Regions from separate parts of the Triticum aestivum genome. Here region 1 is linked to region 2. Evidence: chromatin contacts called from public Hi-C data. All regions are on one chromosome and are shown on one strand. The core of a region is the stretch at or near the end of the contact, and the rest is flanking DNA. Distances in the headings are between cores, read along the strand shown.

Region 1 (4,779 bases), core at 1,832-4,331, 230 kb after region 2:
CATCTTTGATTAACGAGTTAGTCAAGTAGAGGCATACTAGGGACACTTTGTTTTGTCTATGTATTCACACATGTATCAAGTTTCCGGTTAATACAATTCTAGCATGAATAATAAACATTTATCATGATATAAGGAAATATAAATAACAACTTTATTATTGCCTCTAGGGCATATTTCCTCCAGAGTAGTGGCCCACGAGGCACCAGGGCGCGCCCAGGTGGCTCGTGGGGCCCACGTGGCTCCGTTTGACCTAACTCCGCCTCTATAAATTCTCTAAAATCGGGAAACCAACAGAGAGCCAGCCAAAATACTTTTCCCACAGCCGCAAGTTCCTGCTCTCGTAAGATCCCATCTGGAGGCCTTTTCTGACACTCTGTCGGAGGGGGATTCAATCACGAAGGGGATCTACATCAACCTTGCTGCCCTTCTGATGATGTGTGAGTAGTTTACTACAGACCTACGGATCCATAGTTGGTAGATAGATGGCTCTCTCTCTGTTTTTGATCTTCAATACAATGTTCTCCTCGATGTTCTTAGAGTTCTATTTGACGTAATCACCTTTTGCGGTGTGTTAATTGGGATCCGATGAATTGTGAGTTTATGATCAGATTATCCATGAATATATTGTGTTTTCTCGGAACTCTTTTATGCATGATTGTTATAGCTTCGTATTTCTCTCCAATCTATTGATTTAGTTTGGCCAACTAGATTGATTTATCTTGCAATGAGAGAGGTGCTTTGTAATGGGTTTGATTTTGCAGTGCTCAATCCCAGTTACAGAAGGGGACATGGCACGTATTTGTATCGCTGTTATTAAGGATAAAAAGATGGGGTTTATTCATGTGTGAGTTTACTTTATCTACATCATGTCATCTTGTTTAAGGCGTTACTCCGTTCTTTATGAACTTAATACTATAGACGTAATAGTAGTAGATGCAAGTAAGAGTCGGTCTACTTGTCTCGGACGTGATGCCTATATAAATGATCATTGCCTTGGATATCGCCATGATTATTTGCTTTCCTATCAATTGTCCAACAGTAATTTGTTTACCCACCGTATGCTATTTTCAAGAGACAAGCCTCTAGTGAAAACTATGGCCCTCGGGTCTACTTTTATCATATATTAAATCTTAAAAATACTTTGCTGCAATTTTACTTTATTTATTTTATTTTGTATTTTTGTTTGATTTATCTATCAATTACTACACAATTTAATCTTGCGCATAGCTGCCGAGGGATTGACAACCCCTTGTTCTCGTTGGGTTGTAAGGATTTGTTATTTGTGTGCAGGTGTTGCGTGGTTTTCCTACTGGATTTATAACATTGGTTTTTAACTGAGGGAAATACTTATCTCTATTGTACTGCATCATCCTCTCCTCTTCGGGGAAATCCCAACACAGTTCACAGGTAGCATGCTACCAATGAGTTCAAAGCATTAAACTAGCACCCTAGCATCCTACGGGAGTGCACATGCTCAGATTTACATGTCATGACCAGATCTACTATATAGTATCATCGAACCTGAACTGGAAAACAACATGAACGTCATAGAATCGGACTACCAAACCCTACTGTTCTAGCGATTCATCATCACTATCTACCACAACATCACATAGTCACAGATCGACACTCTGCAATGCTACTAGTTCTCATAAATCTATCCTTAGCACATGCTCACAAATCAAAGTTACAATGAATAGGGAAGGGCTGATAGAACTTACATCCATCAGGGAGCAGGGAGTTGACGAGAAAGTCGTCGAAGAAGAGAAGAATGAGAAGTGCTGTCGTCTAGTGCCGATCGAAGAAGATGCACCGCTTACCTGTTGGTCGTCGACGAAATCGCCCGGGACGGAGAGCGCGCAGAGGGAAATGGTGGCGGGGAAATCAGATGTGATCCGATGGGAGCCAAATAGGGCGTCTAATTCGGCGGGAGCTGGCCTAATTCTTCCAGCCGCTTTTTCGCGCACGCGCGTGAGCTCACACCATCCCCTCCTCGCATCAGCTCGACGCGTCGTTCCTCTCCTCTGCACACTGCGAGCCTGGATGGGAGAAAACAGTCGATTCGGCCGTTCCGGCTGGGCCTAGCTCAGAGGTGTTTTAATAAGCATGCAATGCGGGCCAAACAGTGAAAACGGGAAACCAAACGGGCCAAATTTGCATCCACCAAGCTTAGTTGAGCCTAATGAAGATAACCAAACACATCATTAGTGTGCCCGATTTGGGGTACGCCGATTGAAGATGCCCTGAGTGGAGTTGTGCACCAAAACAAATAAAAGAAAGCAAAGCAAAGAAATATTATCTTCTTCTCGGCTTATTGGCCCCCTCGTATTTTTTGCCAAATGTTGACCGTATGTAAACTATCAAAATATAAATTATATGATACAGTAAGTATATTATTGGATTTGTATTTGGAATAGGTTTTCGATAGTATAATTTTTGTGACTTATAGTTTACATTTTATTAGAAATTAATAGTAAATTTTTAGCATAAAATAAGAAGGGCCCCACAAATACCTGACGGAGGTAGTACAAAATAAGAACTGACTGCATATGTACTCCCTTTGTGCTTGAAAAAGTGTACTTTCAACTTTGTTGAAAAATTAAACTTTTTTATATCTGACCATATTTATACAATAATACACCAACGTTTATGCCATCAAATTAGTAGCATTAAATTCATAATAAAATATATTTTCAGCATATACCTATTTGGTTTCACAAACATTGATATATTTTTGCACAAACTCGGTCAAACTTTAAGATAGTTTGACTCTGCAATAAAGTTGAAAACACACTCTTTGAAGGACGGAGGGAGTAGGTGTTTTCCTTTTTGCAATAGGAGTAGATTTTTGGGTCTTTCGGACCAGCTCAAATTTCAAACTTCAAACGGGCCTGATGAAACGGTACTTCAGTCTGCCTGCCACTCACAGTGATCGCATTGGACCGACCTGTGTGGGTCCGCTTCGCTTTTTTCCGGGAAGAAGGGGCCCACTCCGCGGCAACGTGTAACGCGGCAAGGTCACGGAGCCGTGAGCGAGCCGTAACGGTTCCGTGGGTCGCGCCCGTTCCCCATCACCATAACCTGCGTACCACCGGCACCCACCCCCAGCGGCCAGCGAGCGGGGGTAACGTCGTCACCCTAACGCCGCCGCCGTGGCCGGGAGCGGAGCCCGCGGCGCAGCCCTAACGCCGCCACCCCATGGCCTCCTGCGACGACGACTTCGGCCTCCTCGGTGACGACGCCCACCCCGCTCCCCAGCCTTCCGCCCAGCCGGCCCCGCCGCAGCAGGCCCAGGGCTTCTGCTTCGTCGAAGCCCCGGCCGCGGGCTCCGGCGCCGGCCCCGGCCCCTTCGCGCCGGCCCGGGAGGAGGGCAACCACAGCTCCGACCGCGGGAAGGCGTCGCACCACACCAAGCGGCGGAGGGACCGCGCGGAGGAGTTCAGCGATGGGGGCGAGTACTGCTCCTACATCAGCGGCGGGGGGAGGAAGGGCCGTGGCGGCGCCGTCTCGTCGGACTACCGGAAGGATCGGGAGGAGTGGACGGACGGCGCCATCAGCAGCCTCCTCGACGCATACATGGACCGGTTCGAGCAGCTCAACCGAGGGAATCTCCGGGGGCGGGACTGGGAGGACGTCGCCGCTGCCGTTACCGACGGGCAAGGCAAGAGCAGCGGGGGCAAGAGCGTGGAGCAGTGTAAGAATAAGATCGACAACCTCAAGAAGCGGTACAAGGTAGAGTGCCAACGCATCGCCGGCTCCGCCTCGGCCAGCCTCTGGCCCTGGTACAAGCAAATGGAGCAGATTATGGGCAACTCCCCATCGCCCGGCACCCCCAAGCCGCCGGCGGCCACCAACGACGACAAGCCGCGGCAACAGCAGCAGCACAGCAACAAGAGGTGGCTCATTTTTACATCTTTGCTCTCATTTGTTTGGGGATCTAATGGTCGAGAGTCTAGAGATGAGCTGATGCTTATCTTTGCTTGCAGGTACCCTTCTTCCGGCACTGGCCACACTACCACCATGGTTCCTTATTCCAGATCGACTCCTCTCTCGAATCCGAAATGGAAAAGGGTACTTCTGAAGATTGGGGGGACTGCATTGGCTGGAGAAGCTCCTCATAATGTTGACCCTAAGGTAGTACTCCCTCCGTTTCCTAATACAAGACCTTTTAGGTTTTTCTTGACTCATATGTATCTAGACACATTTTAGTATGTGTGTTCACTCATTTTAGTATGTATGTAGTCGATATGTTGAAATAGCTAAAAGGTCTTATATCAGGGAACGGAGGAAGTATTTGTTAGATATGCGCAGATCTTGTTCATTGCTCTCCTGAATTTTTCACACAGAGCCTTGTGACCTTGCCAGGTGATCATGCTGATTGCCAGAGAAGTTCAAGTGGCATGCCGCCATGGTGTTGAGGTAAATAGAATACATTCATTCTACTATTCTAGACATACATTTTGTAAATATCAAGCGATACAGGCCAAGCTAATATTGCATTTTGTCCAATCAGGTGGCTATTCTCATGGGAGGCCGGAATGTATTCTGCGCTGACTCTTGGGTTGCTGCCACTGGCACTGATAGAGCTTCAACGCATCCAATTGGGTAATTATCTCGGAATCATGTCATTGTTAGCTTTCTCAAATCTAAAAGAGTTAGGCTGCTTGCATACCAAGATGAGAAACAGAGTAGTATATGGAGCCAGCTATATTAGGGTAATTATGTTAGAATTAAGCCGGATGATAGCTTTTCCTTGGGTTTTGTTCCAGTGCACAGATT
Region 2 (4,693 bases), core at 1,551-4,050:
CACGCCGCAACACCCCGTATGGGTGTTCTTCAAGTGCACAAATGATGTGGTATGTGCTTGTTTTGATTCGATTGTTCACCGGATTCGACGCAATTTTGGTAGCTCATCTGTGTGCTTATTTGCTCATCTATGTGTGTAGAATGGATGCAAGTTTTGGTATTGGGAAGAAGAATGCATCGATCTATTGATAGCACGAAAATTGATAGATGTTTGTGCACTCGTTGCAAGAATTGAAGCTTGAGAAAAGGCTAGAGATGAGACTAGAGATGAGGTTACTAAAGAGGCAACGTCTACTTCTTTAGAATCGAAGAAGAAAGAAGTGTTGAATATCAAGAATCCACAGATCAACAATGAAGACATAGAGAAGATATTAATCCAACTAGTAGGAACAGTTAGGGAAGTTGAAAATCTTCTAAAATGTCTAATTGTCGTTCTTGTTTTTTTGGTCTTGCTCTAGTGGCGAAGAATTGGTGAATTATTTACTCCAATGTCGTTGAATGAAATAAAAAAAGTAAGAAAATGTGTTTCGGTGGTTGAGTATGTGACGCAAATGGGAATTTTATTTTATTCCGTTAAATTTAGGGGATCGGCTAGAAATGGCCAAAACTTAGTGGAGTAAATTTACTCCGCCGTTTTACTCCTCTATTTATAAGGGATCGGTTAGAGTTGCTCTAAATGAACTCGATAGTTCAAACTTTTAGAACATGACAATTCTTGATAGTTTGATGGAATGTAGATGAATCCCCTCCGCTATATGTGATCTAAATGAACTACGTGTGTTTATTTTTACGTTGCGTTGCGTGTGTTTATTTTACATTGCATGTTTATTTATATCGCTGCGTGTGTTTGTTTTACATTGCATGAGAGTATGAATTTAAGGATTTGCTACGAGGAAGACGGTTGTAGACGTGGACATTTGAGATTTGAGGGGCAACTCACTTTTGACGGGTCCGGTTGTAGATGCTTTAACAGGCCACCCGTAGTATAGTGTGGTAGTAGGATCATGAAAAATGAATCAAGGCACACAAGAACAAGTACAGAACTGATGGACAAATTGCCAAATTTCTCCTTTTCAATTCAATGCTCATGTCCCGTCTCCAACACACGAATGAACTCAACATAAAACATCTCTATTTCCACCACGGGCACCACAGGAGAAAATCTCGAATTGGAACAGAATTACAAAATGAAAGGCAAGCTAGAGCTTAATCTGCGGCCCATTCCATCCTTCACCTTAGGAGCAGCTTCTCAGGACTCGAATGGGCATATACCAGAACCAAGAACAGGAGTAATTTTCATACTAGTAGAAGCAGCAGTAGTACGTAGTATAGTTCGAGAAGAAGAGCGATGATTTGATAACCGGCCATTGATCGCGGAGCGCGCAGCTGCAATCCAACGACGAGGCTAACTCGTCGCCACCGTCGCGGATGCCGACATGATGGTCTTGCTGGACGTGGAGCTCGTCGGCCTCAGCGCCCTCATGGGGCTCGCCAGCGCCCACGCCCAGCCCCGGTGGCTCCGTGTGCCAGAAACCCTCGCGTTGCCGCTGGCGCCGGCGCCGCTCCCGGCGTTGGGCGCGGAGAGCCAGTAGGAGGACGAGGCCGGGGGCGCGGCGCCGATGCCGCCGAAGAACCCGGCGCACTTGATCCTGTGCTGCTGCGTGTACTCGTAGTCCTCGTCGCCGTCGCCGGCGTCGCGGGCGCGGCCAAGGTGGCCGAGCGCGCTTCCCTTGGGCTTGGGCTCGCGGTGGGACTCAACGCGCCGGAGCGCGCAGTCGCCGAAGCCGGTGGAGAGGCGCTCCAAGAAGTCCCCCGAGAAGCTGCGGCTGCCGCAGCCCACGGAGCGCGAGCGCGCCACCTTTCTCCCGAACGACGAGGACGACGATCCCTCGCTGCGGCGGCCGGGGCTCTCGGGCTCCTCGATCGCCTCCAGCCTCCGCCCCAGCGACGCTGACGTCGCCGAAGCCACCGACACCGACTTCCTCCTCGCCGACGCGGCGCCTTCCCCACTGGCCAGAGACGACGACCCGCTCCGGTGGCCGCTGGACGAGGAGGAGGGGTAGAGGAAAGACCAGAAGCTCTTCTTGCGGGGGCTGTCAGCGGTGATCCCCGACGACAGCGGCGGCTCCTCCGGCCGCGGCGCCACGGACTTGCTCCTCCTGAGCCCGCTGGCCACCGGGGCGGGCGCCGAGGACGAGGTCTTGCCCTTGTGCGGAGGGATCGCCATGGCAGAGGCGGTGGAAGAATAAAGATTCTCAGTGGCGAGCCTGTTGGGCGGAGGGGTGGTCGGGGTGAGGGAGGAAGGCGGCGGGTGAAAGGGGCTGGACTTGGAGGAGGAGACCAGCATGCCAAGCTTCTCCTGCAGGCAGAAGGCGCAGATGCCACTGCCGGCAGCCACCCCCGCGGCCGCCGCGGCGCCCGGCGGGTAGGGGTGCTCGCTGCAGTACGCCACTTCTTGATCCACCGCAAGTACCGCCGCCGGGGCCGCCACCGTCTCCGGCGCTTTCTCCTCCATGCTCGCTCTCCTCGCGCTCTTGGTAATGCTGTGCCGGATCTGGGACGCGAGCAGAGCGGCTCAGTTGCTCTCTTGATGGCGATCTGCCGCGGCGGCCGGTCCGAAGGTGGAGGCGCGCGGATGGGAGGGGGGAGCTTGGGGGATGGAGAGGGGCACGAGCGCGCAAGCGGATGCGGATGCGGTGGCAGAGGAGAGCATCGATGGGAGGAGCGGAGTGGCAGGGGGCGGCGTGGGGGTGCGCCTTATTTTAGCGCCACTCCCGCCTGCGTCTTTTTGTCCGGTTCGTGCGGCCCTAGCCGTGACAAGGCTCGGTCATCGCATCGCACGTACTAGAAGAAGAGAAAAAAAACAAGGCTGGGTCAGGGCGGGCACGTGGGGGTGGGCAACCCTCTGCGACCGCGCGCGTGGCTCCACTCCACTTGATGCGCGCTCTGTCTCTCTGGAGTATAGTAACAACGGATCTTAAGCAGAGTGTCAAGTAAAAACAACTCGAAATTACTGGTGCCGTGCCACTGGGACGAGACAAGACCATGCGTGATTGCACGTGCGATGTACTAGTACATTTATCCTGCTTGATGAAAATTACCACTAGTGGATAATCGTGGTGCACAGTGGGAAAAGGTTTGCGTTGCGCTTCCCGCCAAAGCATATTACACGGCACGCGATGCCGAATCAGGAGCCGCGCCCCTGTTCCATTGACATTGTTCATTCATTGGTGTCGTGCGTACGTATGTTTCTGCGTTGCAGCTAGCCGCCACCGTCGTCGTCGGTCGATGCCCTTGCCTGTTTTAACCGGCAGTGATTGGTACACATATGATGGTCATGGTTTTTGTCCATGATTCCGTTTTCTAGTGCGACAGACGGTGTTTCCCCTGTTCCGAAGAGAATGTACAGCCAGCTACTCCGCCATGGTAGATCTAGCACAAACTCAGCAGCGTCCCATGCCTGCTGTTTGCAAACAGTGATCAGAGCACGACGGACGGCACATGAGGCGTGTAGTAGTTTTGTTCTTAACTCTCTCCACATCACAGCTGGTGTCTGGTGATGGTATGTAACGCGCAACAACCGGCCAAGTTGCTGTGAGTGAGGAGTGGATCGATGAACCATGTGCCAGCATGAGCATCCTAGGGTCACTCTCACTGGCTTCATTTAGAAATCTCAAGTTCAAGAGTATACTAACTCATCTCCGTAACTGACGGCAATACATTGTGACAGAGGGGCGGCTTCCTCTGATCAAGCAGATGATCTGGAATGGAAACGTCTAGTCTATCATCCTTGGTCAAACATACGCGCCTAAAGAATCTCCAGCTCGGGGGAGGGTTTTATCTCTCGGTAGCACCAGGGTGGCAGATCGATCGATCGACCAATCCCATCACTTTGGTACCTACTAGAGCACTCGTTAACATGTTCATTCAGTCTTGCATGGATGGGCATGGACGATGGGCTGTTGGAGGCCGCGAGTAATTTGCGGTCGGCACGCCGCAACCGCAAATCCATGCCATGGCACGACGCGCGCACATGGCTCCGCACGGCGTCCATCCATGCTCCGCCTGTTCGCATCAAATGCACCTGTACCTTGTACACATCGCCTGCATTTTATACTTGGTGAGGATGGGTGCTACGCGCGGATCTGATTGAAGCGGCCCATGGCTCCATGCACATCGGGGGAGGCACCCGTTTGATGGACTTGTCGTTACCGCCGGGGGAGTACCTCCACTACCTGCTGCCGCGGCGGCACCGCACCGGCGTACGTGCACTCATCATGCCTGCTGGGCTTGCACTTGCACTTGCACGCACGCGGGAGCCCGCCGTGCGTCCACTCTTCCCGGTGCGGTCAGCTCCTGCAAACATTTTTGTGGATCTTGGCAGGGATCTTGCATGCATGGCTCCGCTCCAGGTGACAACAGCGTAAAAGTAAGCAGCAGGAGTGCAGGATGGCAGGTAGCAATTTGAATTCAATTCAATTCAATTCAATCCAGTGGTCTGCTCTGACATATGGATAACCAGCAATCATAATCTTTCCCTTTAGAGTACAAGAGAAAAATAGTGATGAATAACCCGCCTGCTTACGATTGAGCACCGGCAATTGTTGCGTTATACAAGGGCATGTATAGCTGGACTCCGCAAATTTAGCCCCTCAAATGTCCGCGAACAAATTTGATCAATGTTTGGACATGTC

What was found. Hi-C and Micro-C count contacts between places; a contact is called where the count stands out from the background.
Region 1: a Hi-C map of leaf shows a contact between it and region 2, with 4 times the contacts expected there. The contact joins the promoter of LOC123053218 here to the promoter of LOC123053217 in region 2. A contact is called at or near these places in 2 of 5 Hi-C or Micro-C datasets (both in leaf).

What each region holds. Positions count from the first base shown.
Region 1 is chr2D:374,318,806-374,323,584 of IWGSC CS RefSeq v2.1, forward strand. It overlaps LOC123053218, which reads left to right and starts at 3,082. Exons shown (of 7, transcript XM_044476657.1): 1 at 3,082-3,896; 2 at 3,987-4,134; 3 at 4,366-4,419; 4 at 4,514-4,605. The coding sequence starts at 3,199.
Region 2 is chr2D:374,090,969-374,095,661 of IWGSC CS RefSeq v2.1, forward strand. It overlaps LOC123053217 (AF4/FMR2 family member lilli), which reads right to left and starts at 2,801. Exons shown (of 1, transcript XM_044476656.1): 1 at 1,036-2,801. The coding sequence starts at 2,514. The coding sequence ends at 1,405.